Regions from separate parts of the Pan troglodytes genome. Here regions 2 and 3 are each linked to region 1. The links are chromatin contacts, called in public Hi-C and HiChIP or PLAC-seq maps. All regions are on one chromosome and are shown on one strand. The core of a region is the stretch at or near the end of the contact, and the rest is flanking DNA. Distances in the headings are between cores, read along the strand shown.

Evidence for each region. Hi-C and Micro-C count contacts between places; a contact is called where the count stands out from the background. HiChIP or PLAC-seq counts read pairs in DNA pulled down with a chosen protein or histone mark.
Region 2: a contact with region 1 is called in an H3K4me3 HiChIP or PLAC-seq map of stem cell-derived excitatory neurons, with 2.2 times the contacts expected there. The contact joins the promoter of ZNF852 here to the promoter of TCAIM in region 1. A contact is called at or near these places in 1 of 7 Hi-C or Micro-C datasets (stem cell-derived neural progenitor cells) and 1 of 1 datasets of contacts at active chromatin or transcription factors (stem cell-derived excitatory neurons).
Region 3: a Hi-C map of stem cell-derived neural progenitor cells shows a contact between it and region 1, with 1.8 times the contacts expected there. The contact joins the promoter of ZNF445 here to the promoter of TCAIM in region 1.

Annotation. Positions count from the first base shown.
Region 1 is chr2:48,333,015-48,337,412 of NHGRI_mPanTro3-v2.0_pri, forward strand. TCAIM (T cell activation inhibitor, mitochondrial) reads left to right here and starts at 2,573. Exons shown (of 11, transcript XM_516398.7): 1 at 2,573-2,792.
Region 2 is chr2:48,506,370-48,510,767 of NHGRI_mPanTro3-v2.0_pri, forward strand. ZNF852 (zinc finger protein 852) reads right to left here and starts at 2,353. Exons shown (of 4, transcript XM_054680617.2): 1 at 2,266-2,353.
Region 3 is chr2:48,473,190-48,477,587 of NHGRI_mPanTro3-v2.0_pri, forward strand. It overlaps ZNF445 (zinc finger protein 445), which reads right to left and starts at 2,511. Exons shown (of 8, transcript XM_063806736.1): 1 at 2,412-2,511. LOC104005537 (a long non-coding RNA gene) reads left to right here and starts at 2,526. Exons shown (of 3, transcript XR_678917.5): 1 at 2,526-3,030; 2 at 3,403-3,490.

The sequences.
Region 1 (4,398 bases), core at 1,323-3,822:
GAGAATCACTTGAGCTTGGGAAGCAGAGGTTGCAGTGATCCAAGGTCATGCCATTGCACTCCAGCCTGAACAATAGAGTGAGACTCCATCTCAAAGAAAAAAAAAATGCTATAGGGCACTTAGAGGGCCCCTCAATCTTGGGCTAAGACTCCCAAAGCTATTCCCTTTTGTTCATGTACATAGAAAAAGGCTTAGTCAGATCTGGTAGGGCTGAGGTCAGGGCTGAGATTAAAGCCTATTTTAAAGTGTTTAGAGCATGCTTCATATCATTAGTCCAGTATAGAGACTGTTCCTGAGTTCCCTTGAGGGCTTCATATAAAGGTTTTGCTATTAACTCAAAGGAAGGAATCCATATTCTGCAAAACCCAGCCTTACCCAAAAATGACTGAAGCTGTTGTTTAGTTACCACAATTGTCACGTTTAAGATCTGTACAAGCACTACAAAGGCTTTTTCACTGGGAATTAAAATAAGACCCCAAAATTGAACCCTTTGTGTGGATATTTGTGCTTTACAAGGAGATACTTTGTACCCACAATTAGCAAGTTTGTTGAATACTAATACTGTATTTTGGTCTGGAACAGCCTTGTTAGGACTACAGATTAGTAAGTCATCCACATACTGAAGTAGATTGCTATCTGGGAGAAGCTGCAGGGGCTCTTTTGGTGAAGTGTTAATACAGCTAGAAGGTGGGGCCTTAGCTGTAAATTAGCTTGTAATTTTGTAAATCACAACCTAATGGAACAGGGCTAAAAAGGAGTAAAGGAATAGCCTTTCATTTTACAAGGGAATGGCTGTGTAAAACAGCCTCATTGGGGTTTTCCATCAATATCCATGAGGAAAATGGAGGACTGGCACATTGGGCCATAGTAAATGTTTATAAAGCTGAATAACTGTCCCTTGTATCTATAAGTAACATTATCTGTTGTTCAGCCACAATCAGATTTGCCCTGGGATCATCCACAGAGATGGAAAAGACAGGGCCGTGGATGGCTTCAAGGCCCCATCTAGAGGATGGATGACTGACATTTCAGAGGCTTGATCATAATCCAGGAATAGAATTAGAGGTGTTTGCCCTTGCTCTCGCCCTCACCCTCACCCTCGTTCTGCAGGATCCCCTTGTCAGGTAGGTTGGTGAGACTGTGGCTGTCATAGCCTAGAAGGAAGAGATGGCCCCCCCTTCATGAGGGAGGGACACTCATTCTTCCAATTTGCAGTGAGGACAGGGTCCCAGGGATGGCTTGCAACCTGGAGGTTTGGGACATTCTCAACTTCAGTGTCCTTAAAGGCTGCTTTTAATAAAGTACAAAAGGGAGTTTGTGGGCCTTGCTCTAATTTTTGGAGTTTTTGTCTGATGTCTGGGGAAGCCTGACTTATAAAATGTACGGCCAGAAGGGATTGGCCCTCAGGGCTTTCAGGATCTAAATCTGTATATTTATGCATGGCCTCCATTAGTCTAGCTTGGAAAAGGGAAGGGTCCTTGGTCCTGAGTGATCTCTCATAATTTAGAAAAATTAACAGGTTTTATTTCATTCCTTCCAACAAACATGTTATCATATAATCTTCTCTTCCCCTGTCTCTGTTTGGGCTGGCATTGGCAGCGTGGTATTGCCAATTGGGTTCTGTGTTGGGGACAGCTTCTGCCCCGGCTCTATTATTAGGATTGCCAACATGAGCTTCGTCTGCCCAAACTCGAGCTAAAGACCGTGATTTTTTCTTCGTGGGAACAGCAAATAGTTAATACCACAAATGTGTCTTGCCAGGTTAAATCAAAGGCAATAAAGCCCGAAATTCTTGAATGAACTTAGAGGGATCCTGGCTAAATGAACCCAACTTGGATTGAATTTGCCAAAGTTCAGACAATGGAAAAGGGACATGAACTCAAATTGTTCCCAAATCTCCGTTTGCCACCTTGTGGAGAGGCATAACACTTGGGGGATTTTCTGAGGACTTTGTACTAGTGGCATATGCAACTCCTGTGCAAGTATGTGAGGGTGATAAAGTATCTGGATGGTAGGGGACGGGTTGATTGGGACATGGAGCAGATGGCAAGGGGTGCACAATGAGTTTTGACATGCGTGCATTACGGAGATGCATAGAAATTCTAGTTACTTTTAAATTTGGAGGGAAGAAGTCTGGTACCAGATGCTGGCTTTAGGTAACAGGGAAGTCTAGTTACCTCTAAATTCTTCAGGTAAGGAGTTTCTGCCTAAGGATGGTCTGCTTCATGGCCACCAGGTGATCTTTGCTTTCAATTCTATTGGCTTGATTTCATCTGTGGCAGTTTCTGGGGGGAATCAAAGTTATAGGAACAAAATAAAACTAACAGTAAAACTTTCATGCTGACTGGGGAATGCTTAACGTTTAAAAATAGGTGCTGAAGGGGCCAAAGCAAACAACACAAGCCGGAAAAGAAATGTTTAAAAGTTAGCTATATTTATACAAGGAAAACCAAAAGAAATACTTAAATGAGACTTTTAAAATTCGAGGCTCTCCACTGAGACTTGTTCCCTGGCGCCAGCTCTGGGAGTTCCGCAGAGCCTCGCCCCCTGCCAGGGCGCCCGGGGCGAAGGACCGCACGGCGCATGCGCGCGTCCTCCAGCAGCCCCTTTCCCCTTCTTCCCCAAGATCCAGCGCGTGCTCGGTTGCCCTTCTCCGTTCCTTGCAGGCCCTTGGGTCAGGACCCACCACCTGCCGGACCATCATTTTCCGAGTCCCTCCGGCCTAGTCGGAGTGCTCGCTCGCGCCTCCTAAAGCTTTCAGCCGAGCGCGCCGAGACCCCTCAGGGCGGCCGGTAAGAAGGCGGAGGGGCGGGGGCTCAAAGCGCGCGGGGAAGGTGCAGCAGTCACCAGGGTGCTGACGTCAGCTAGAGGCAGGGCACCGCGGAAGGTTGAATCCACGCCCTGGCTGTGCGCAGGCGCCGTAGGGGGAAGGCCTGGCACGCTCCAGCCAACCAGGGCGTCACCTGCAGCTCGTCCCCCTGCCCGGGCTTGCCTCGAGCGCCCTGCCGCCGCCGGAGCGGGGAGGGTGTTGGGGGCAGGTGGAGCCGGGAGGGCCCAGCTGAGAATTCAGGGTTGGGGGCTCAGAGGGCACTGCGGCTAGGAGCCCGTCAAAGCCTGTCGCCCACTGGGGCGAGGGCAGGTGGGAGAGCCTGGCCGTGCGTCGCGCGCTGGTTGGCCGGCTGACGCCCCAGTGCGCATGCGCGTCCGAACAGCCCTGCGGGCGGAGCGACTGTCCTCCCTTCTGGTGTACTGGGTGGGAGGTGGAACTAGTCGGACAAAGCCCTCGCGTCGGACCCTTGCCAGAACTGTAAGGAGCAAGAGGGGAGGGGCTCCGGTGGTGCATTCATGCTCCTCTAGGGGGGAAGCGGGGTCGGAGGGGAGTGCTCAGAGCCACCTTAGCGCAAAGTGCTAACTTTTGAATTGAGGCAGTGCCAGGGGACGCAGTATCCGCATCGCATCTACATTTTAACTCGCTGTGAAATGAGAACGCAAAGACGATTTAGGTTTTATTGTTTCCGACTTATATTTTTCCGAGGTCTTTGATTTACGGGAAATCGTTACGTACTAAATCTCGTATAGCAAGAGATTTAGAAAAGGAAGCTACAGAATCTAGGCTAATTTATCTAATAGCATTTCCTGCTTTTGCTCTTTTTCTTTGCCTTTTTCCCCCTACTCTAAGAAGTTCATATTCAACTGAAAAGCCATGAAAATTACCGCTTTTGTCCCTCCTTGATATAACAAACTGCTTTCAGAAACCGTACAAGATAGTCACTAAGGGAAGTCACAGTTCAAATGAGAGTGGCATGATATTAATTTTGTTAAAATAAATTACTTTCAAATAAAAGTTGTGCCAAATGGTCAAAGCTCAATCCTGAGAGCTCTATTTGGCACACACTCGGTGTTAGTTGAAAGTAAGCAAAACAAAACCGTTTTTCGTGTACTCTTCCATAATTTGGATTTTTCACTGATTTACGTATCTTTCCACCAAATTTGGTTTGAAACTGCACAGATTTAATGCCTCACTTAGAACAGATTTTAGGTAAAATTAGAAATTTTCACTTTATGAAACAGAAACTAATATCACTATTAAGTAGATTAAAGTAGTCATTTACAATGGTTTGTAAATAAATTTTATCCTTCCCGGTCCTCTGCCCCCTTCCAGGAAAGGCACCATTTCCTTAGAGAAGACCTTCCTGAGCTCTCCCCGCCCCATTCCAAGTGTAGCGTCTGGGAGTTTCTCATATTCTGTGCATGTTTGTATTATTGCATTTACTGCGTTGTTTTATACTTATCTGCTTGTGTCTGTTTTTACACTCCCCCCTCCCTCTAAAAGTCTTTTGAGTGTTAGAATTGTCTTAATATTTTTCTAGTCCCAATGCTTTACGCAGGACCTGGCCC
Region 2 (4,398 bases), core at 1,103-3,602, 170 kb after region 1:
AAAAGAATGAGACTGAGCACACTCCAGTTCTTCCCATAGGGTCCCACCTCTTTCCAGGATCTCTGCCCCACTACATGCCCTAAGAGACCTTAAAAATCCCTCTTCACCACACCCAGAGGAGGGTACTTTGAGCATGAGCTTTTCCTTCTCCATTCCTTCATCAACAAATAGTTTCTGCACTGCTTAACGAAACTTGGTCTCATTTTATTGGCATGAACACCACCAGGCAGGTAAAGGACCCACTGAAGTCAAACGACTCCCCTTGAGAGCTGGTAACAGTAGCATTACAAGTCAGTGGGAAAAATTAAACTAGTCAATGAATTGTGTTGGGACAATTGGCTAGGCAAATAAAAATAGTAAGTAAAATCACACAAAAAATAAAGAAACTTAAAAAACAAAGCTAAAAGGCTGGGTGGGGTGGCTCACGCCTGTAATCCCAGCTCTTTGGGAGGCCAAGGTGGGTGGATCACGAGGTCAGGAGTTCAAGACCAACCTAGCCAAGATGGTGAAATCCCATCTCTACTTTAAAAAAAAAAAAAAAAGCCAGATGTGGTGGCAGGCGCCTGTAATCTCAGATACTCGGGAGGCTGAGGCAGAGAATTGCTTGAACCCAGGAGGCAGAGGCTGCAGTGAGCCAAGATCGTGCCACTGCACTCCAGCCTGGGTGACACAGAGTGAGACTCTGTCTCAAAAAAAAAAAAAAAAAAAAAAAAAAAGCTAAAAGCTAAAAGCTAAAAAAAAAAAAAAAAAACCATAAAGACTCTAAGAACCCTGGTGTAACCAAGAATTTCTTAAGACAACAAAATGAAAAGAGTGAATATATTTGAATACATCAATATGAAAAAAATCTCTGTCCAAAAGAAAAGCAAAAGAAAAAAATACCAAACACAAACCACTAATAGATGTGGAAATGTAATAGCCAACAGGAAGGATAGTTTGAAAGTCCACAGTAAAACTAAAAAGACATATTCCTTACACTACAGGAATTTAACTTGTAAGAATCTGCCCTGAAAAACACTTGCACGGGTATTCAGACATTTACACAGGTATTTACTAAAATATTCTCTGTAATAACATAATACTGGATTTAACCTACTTGTCCATCAATATGGCTAAATAAAAGTAGCATTTTTATAGGATGAAATACCATACAGCACCTAAAAGGAACATACTAGATCCTTATGCATCACCATGACTGTTCCACTATTCACCAGGTGGCCAGGCTGTGCTGCCAAGATTAAAAGGCCATCCAAGGAAGGGATAGCACATGATTTGAGGTCGCTGAGGACAGATACCAACCCGTCAGGCCCCAAGAGGTACAGCGTATACTTACAGCAAAAGGAGAAACAGAGAACAAGATCCAGCCTCCTGCAATGCAAAGATCCCCCACACCCAGCAGATCCACTCCACAGCTATAGGGCTGGTGTGATGCACACACCCCACTTAGTAAGGAAGAAAGATCTCAATCCACCCTCCCCACTCCTATGGGGTGTGAAATACAGAAAGCTGAGAGAATGAATGAAGGCCACTGACTTAAGAGATTAAACACAACAAAGGAGTACACATGAAGCCTGAAACAGTGAAAGACACAAGGCATTAAATGCAGCAGCACAGGCTGTGAGGGCTCTAACTCTGCAAGGAAATGTTCCAAGCTCAAGGTCACTCTTACATTCTTAACTTGGCAATGGGCTATTAAAAAAAAAAAAGACATTAAAAACTGTCAATTCTTCTTGTCTCCCAGTTTAGATATTCCTTCTTTCATTAATTTAGCAAACACCTTCTAGGAGCACCTACTATTTCCCATACACTAAGGTAACAGCAGTTAATAAAGCAAACAAAAAGCACTGCCCTGGCAAGGGGCTTATGGGAAGATAACCAATAAACAAATACATGCTATGTTAGACGGCGACAGGTGCCAGGAAGTGAAATAAGACAAGAAAAAGGGAGAAGTCTATGCCAGATGTTTTCAATGTCCTAAGATTTCCGGACGGTGGCTACTTTCACTTTTCTTCCACTTATCTAATTGTCTCTAATAAGTACGCTTTATTCGCATAATTGGGTGAAAAGATAAAGCCAGGAGAAACCGGGGATCTTCCAGATTCTCTGCCCCAGACGCCCGGGGGGCGAAGAGGTATGCCCTCGGCGCGGCCGGGCGGGACGGCCAGACCCCCGCCCCGGGTGCAGCCTCCAGGCCCGGCCTCGCCTGCCACTCTCGCACGCACAGCCGCCCCCGCTCCGCACCCCGCGCCCCGCCGGGCCGCTCACCGACTCCGCCGCCGAGAGACAATCATCCAAACGCCGCCACCGCAGCCGACCGCCCCGCGCCTACCTCCCAGCTTCCCCAGTTGCGCACGCGCGTCGCCTCCCCGGGCCCTCCGCGGCCTCTCTAGGAAACTGGGAGGGCCAACATCTCTGCTTCTCCCTGGGCCCAGGGCCGCTGGCGGCGGGCGGCGGGCGGCGGGCGGCGGGCGGCGGGCGGCGGGCGGCGGGCGGCGGGGCTTGTCCAACATCCTTCGCCTCCCTCCGCAGGACACTTGTCTTCCACGCTCTGATGCCCAGGCGCGCCCCAGACCTCTATCGGCTTTGGCGTATTATCCTACATCCCTCCCATCGGTTCTGCACGGCTGCCCTGGAGGCCTCTTTTCCTTCAGGGAAGAAAGGGATCCAAAGCTAGCGGTGAAAATAGAGCCAGCGGCCTGGCGCGGTGGCTCACGCCTGTAATCCCAGAACTTTGGGAGGCCGAGGCGGGCGGATCACGAGGTCAGGAGATCGGTGGCTAACACGGTGAAACCGCGTGTCTACTAAAAATAAAAAAAAGTAGCTGGGTGTGGTGGCCCGGCGCCTGTAATGGCAGCTACTTCGGCGGCTGAGGCAGGAGAATCTTTTGAACCTGGGAGGCGGAGGTTGCAGTGAGCCGAGATCGTGCCACTGCACTCCAGCCTGGGAGACAGAGCCAGACTCCGTCTCAAAAAACAAACAAACAAAAAAATAGGGCCAGCACATCCCCAAACATAAAACCCTTGAATGGAGAAATTCCCAAACAAGGCAATAAGCCCAGCACTGGCCGTGAGAGTTCATTATCCCCTTTTAAGTAAATGCTACAAGCCCTAGGCGCACTTTTGCAACTGTTCAAGGGTCATCAGGCTGCACATGACTGACCAAGACACTCAATTGCCCACTTTGGATGGATATACAGCTTTGTGGGAAAAACAGATAATAGAAATTACACAAATACATCAATGTCAAGTGGTTACGAACACTGTGTTGAAATGTAATTACGAACACTGTGTTGAAATGTAACAGAGTTATTTAATTGACAGCGACTGATGATAATGCTTGTATTTCTTCTGGTACTTTTCTGTATACTTCCGGTAGCTCATAACACACTGGCTGCCATGCATTGATTTGAGTTGCCCAAGGAAGTAGAGTCAGTAACTGGAATAGCCACTGAATCCAAATCTTTTGGTCTTTTCACTACGGTGCTTCATAAAAGCTCTCCCGTCCCACGTCCCTGTAGAGGGAGAGTTGGGGATAGCATGGCTCCTAGCTGAGATCCCAGAAGCTAGGGGTAGAAGGTTGTGGGCAGGATAGTGAGGAGGGCAAGATTCCAAGGAAAACTAAAATCCCTGCCCAGGAACGGTTACCACCTGGGAAAGCAGGAATGACCCAACGCATCAAGGCCCAGAGTGTACTCAAAGAACAACAGGTTAGGATAAGGGTCAAAACTCAGACCAGAAAGAGCATTAGCTGAGCTTGGTGGTGCGCGCCTGTAGTCCTAGCTACTGTGGAGGCAGAGGCGGAAGGATCGCTTGGGCCGGGGAGGTCGAGGCTGCAGTGAGCTATGACTGGGGCAGCGTACTCCAGCTTGGGCGACAGAGCGAGACCCAAGGAAGGAAGGGAGGAAGGGAGGGAGCGAAGTGAGAAAGAGAGAAAAGGAATGAAAGAGAGAAGGAAGAGAGAGAGAGAATGAGAAAGAGCAGGCTGCTTCTTGGGCTACAACCTGGAGAGGCTGTGTAACATTATGAGTTGGAGAAGCAGGTACAAAATAGTAAAAACTTCTATAAAGTAGACTAACAGCATGTAGCAGAACAGTGGGTTTTTAAAAGTGGGAACAAGAAAACCAAACAATAGAAAAAATAGATTGATTAACATCAGGTTACTTTTCTTTTAAGGATTAAAGCAGAGGGGGCCTTCCTTATGCTGACTGGGGTTAACTGGGCCCTTTCTGAATGGTTGCTATGAATCTCCTGTTTGCAGGAAAAACTGGTCTGTTAGGGGATTCACATACTTCCATAAAATTTCAGTTTGATTATGTGGCATTTAGCATTAGGAATTCCTTCATTTATTTATTTATTTATTTTGAGACGGAGCCTCCCTCTGTCACCCAGGCTGGAGGGC
Region 3 (4,398 bases), core at 1,261-3,760, 140 kb after region 1:
CATTTTAGGTATTACAGGTTTTGTTTTGTTTTTTTGAGACGGAGTTTCACTCTTGTTGCCCAGGCTGGAGTACGATGGCGTGACCTCCGTTCACTGCAACCTCCGCCTCCTGGGTTCAAGCGATTCTCCTGCCTCAGCCTCCCAAGTAGCTGGGATTACAGGTGCCCGCCACCATGCCCAGCTAATTTTTTGTATTTTTAGTAGAGATGGGGTTTCACCATGTTGGCCAGGCTGGTCTTGAACTCCTGACCTCAGGTGACCCACCCACCTCAGCCTCCCAAAGTGCTGGGATTACAGGCATGAGCCACCATGCTCAGCCAGGTATTAAAGATTAACTTGGTAAGTGGCTCTTAAAAATCGAGGACATTTAATACTGTCAATTTTTATCTACCAATTTGGATTCCTTCTTTCATTAATTTGTCATATATTTATTGAGAACCTACTGTATGTTCCAGTACTGCCTTGAGGCGTCTATGAGGAGACAGATTCGTGGTATGCTAAACAGTGACAGCTGCTACATAGTAATATAAAACAAGAGGCGGGCACCGTGGCTCACGCCTGTAATCCCAGCACTTTGGGAGGCTGAGGCAGGCAGATCACCCGAGGTCGGGAGTTCGAGACCAGCCTGACCAATACGGTGAAACCCCGTCTTTACTTAAAATACAAAAATTAGCTGGGCGTGGTGGCACACGCCTGTAATCCCAGCTACTTGGGAGGCTGAGGCAGGAGAATCACTTGAACCCGGGAGGCGGAGGCTGCAGTGAGCCGAGTTTGCACCACTGCACTCCAGCCTGGGCAACAAGAGTGAAACTCTGTCTCAAAAATAAAATAAATAAAATAAACAAGGAAAAAGAAAATAAATTTAAGAATAGGAAGGAAAAAAAGAAATTCATAAATTCAATCTTACAGAACACCTAACAATTCGCCTGAGAGTCACAGAAATGTACTCTTTCACATTGTTTCTAATACAAAATCTTGAAAATTGCAAAATACAGTGTTATGTTTTACTATAGTTTACTCTCTGACATCGTAGACTGCTTATGCACTAATTCTTCCTGGATACCAGAAGCCACAGAAAACCTACCGGTGGAATACTTGCCATTTTTCATGCTTTTTGTCAGTTTCCTTTTTAAGTGCATACTGAGGTTTATCTTCAAAACATTCTCATCTTTTCGGCTTACAGTAAGACTTTTTTTTTTTCTAACCAAAATGTGTCTGCCTTTCATTAAGATAACATAAAAGAGCAGCCTAATTCTTTGGTCCCTGAATATGCACACACATGCATGCACACACACACACGCAGACACACACACAACACATGGAGGCTCTCTGAAACTGCTTAATCAAATTACTGCTCAAACCACTCCCTGGCACTTCCTTGCAAAACAACCAACCTAATACTGAGTTTTTAGTTTTGCACTACAAGCCGTTTGAAACAGAATAACATTCTTTCCTGTCCACCACTTTTAAATTCGGAAGGAGACAATACTCTGATCTCTTAGGCCTGTGCAAGTCAGAGTGTGCTACAATCGCTGCAGGTTAGAGCTCTGCCTTTGTTTAAAAACTGCATTTTATATACTAGTTACTTCATTGTGAAAGATAACCACCCTGACAAACAAGATTTTGCTATTTTTCTGCACAAATGTCACTTCACCATTTAGAGCTTCATGCAAATGTGTCTCCTACAGAAAATAAACTGCAAACACGATTTCTTAATTATCCTCGCAAAAAAAAAAAAAATGTTTTAGTGGTGTCATAATGCCAGCACTAATTTTAGCCAAAATAAGAACAAATGCATTCTACAAATTCAGGAGATTATAATTTTTAAAAAGCAGTAGTATGGATATACTTAATGTCACTGAATTACACACTTCCAAATGGTTAAATGGTAAACGTTTATGTATTGTATGGTAAATGTTATGTGTATTTTGGCACAATAGTGTTTCCTCACAATAATACTAACAGGTTTTTTAAAAAGCAAGAGCACGCTCTCATTTCGTAATATATATTTATGGATGTCAGTGTGCAGAATTATGCACAGATATTTTAAATGTCAGGAGGCCTGGAGACAGATTTCAGGATTGCGGCTACTTTTACTTTTCTTTTACTTTCCCGTGTTATCTAATTGTCTCTGATAAATACGCTTTATATGCAGAATTGGATGAAACGAGAAAGCCCGGAGAAACCCGGGCTCCAGATTCTCTACCCCGGACGCCTGGGAGGCAAAGAGGTTCTAGATACGCCCTCAGCGTGGCGGGGGCGGGATCCACCGCCAGACCCCCGCCACGGGCGCAGCCTCCAGGCCGGGCCCCGTCCGCCGCCCGGGCAGGCCCGAGAATGCCGCGGACTTCGGGGAGCCCCGCGCCCGCAATGCCGCCACCCCCACCCCCGCGCCCCGCCAGGCCTCTCACCGACTCCCGCCGCCGAGCGACAATCGGTCCACCCGCCGCCACCGCAGCCGCCCGTCCCGCGCCTACCTCCCGGCGGCTCCAGTCGCGCACGCGCGTCGGCGCCCGGGGCCCTCCGCGGCCTCTCTAGGAAACTGGGAGGCCCAACGTCTCTGCTTCTCTCCGGCTCCAATGCGGCGGGCGGCGGGGCTTGTCCAACATCCCTCACCTCCCTCAGTTGGACACTTCCCTTCCACGCTCGGATGCCCAGCCGCGCCTGTTTTCTTGCATCCTTCCTGTCGTGTCTGCGGGGCTGCCCTGAAGGCCTCTTTCCCTCCAGGGAAGAAAGGGATCCAAAGCTAGGGGTGAAAATAGGGCCAGCAGTATCTAGCAGACTGGTCCTGGCCAGGAGAAGGGGTTAAGGAAGCCACTCATTCTTCGCCTGGGTACACTTCAAAGAGGGGAACCAGATCCTACGGGAAGCTAGGTGCCAGAACTCCTGCCTTTCCAAGACGAGCTCATCCCCATCATCACCATACCCAGGAATACTTGTTCATAGCCAGCTCAGAGGTGCACCATACTTTAGCTTCCCACGGCCTTCACTCGTTTTCTCCTGTGGGTGAATTCTAACTAGGCTCGCCTGGTGAGTGAACAATGATGCCATTGCCCAATAATATGTGGAATCTGGGAGGAGTAGGTTGGGGGTAGGGGGTGGAGGGGCTGCTTGAAGAGGAGGTGAAGCAACCTGGAGAGGTTGCCCACCCCCTGTAGGAGCAAATGTCATCTATTGCCAGTGCCAGAGAACCTTGAGGGTGCACAGCCAAAGCCATAAGGCCATCTGCTGCCATTGGAGGGCATGCTACAAGCTGCTGTCCTGGTAGTCCTCTGGTTTGTGCTTCCTAGTGGCAGGCTGCAACATGTTGACGATTGATCTTTCAGATGGGCATTGATGATGCCCATTTGTGCCCTGAGGCTTTGCTTTACTCATCTGATCCACCCCTTTTTAATGCCCCAGTCACCAAAGATGGAAACAGAGAATAGATCTTGAACACCAGGAAGACGGTGACGAGGTGATAGAGAAACAGATGGCACATTCAAACAAGGTAAGTGGGGAGAGTTCACAAGGGGCGATTTACACAAAGTGGACAGGGTTAAGGAAATGCAACACGGAGTGGTGCAGAATCCCATGGCTAGCAACATTTAGAAGCTATTCTCACCCCTAGGAGCAGGCCATCTGAGAGAAACTGTGGCTTTCAGTTGAGGGCTACATCCAAGCCATAGTCCAGCACAAAGGAAGCTGAGGTAATAAATAACCTGAACCCAGCTTTCTTCTGATCTCCTGCCAGGGCTTCCCATTGGCCCAACTCAACTGGAAGCCAGAGGGCAATCCAGGAAACTCAGTCTCCCAAGTGTCACAGCAGGGCTGAGGACTGAGACTGAATATGGAGGGGCAATTGGAAAATATCCAACACATACAAAAAGGAAAATAGAAACTGCTTGTCAATGCCTAATTTGTCCATTAATTTCCACTCGATATAATGTTCTTGAGTGACTCAGAACCACCCATAGTGGTGAGAAGAGTTTTCAAGTTTTGTTTGAGAACAAAATTTTCCCATCATAGAAGAGTTTGAGCAGGTTCTCTGTGTTTGGGATGTACTTACTGGATGTTTTTCAACGTGATAGGTGGTTAGCATGGATAGCACCCACATTTAGTGTGATCAAACAGATCAACCAGATTGGCTTCACCAGCACTTGCAAAGTTCGGGAAGCAGCCACTGGGAGTGCAGCTCTGATTTTAAGACCTATACAGCTTTTTGAATCTCGAAGTTCTGCTAATACCTGATTTCTCCGAGTGCCACAGCACTCGAGCCTATAACCATGAGGTTTCTTCACTTTTCTGGTAGGAGGCATATTCTTGCTAGCTGTACTTCCTGAGCACTGTACTCTTTCAGATCGGGGCAGTTTGCTTAGTAAAAGCCCTAGGTAAGATTCTCAAATTCTCATGTGCATA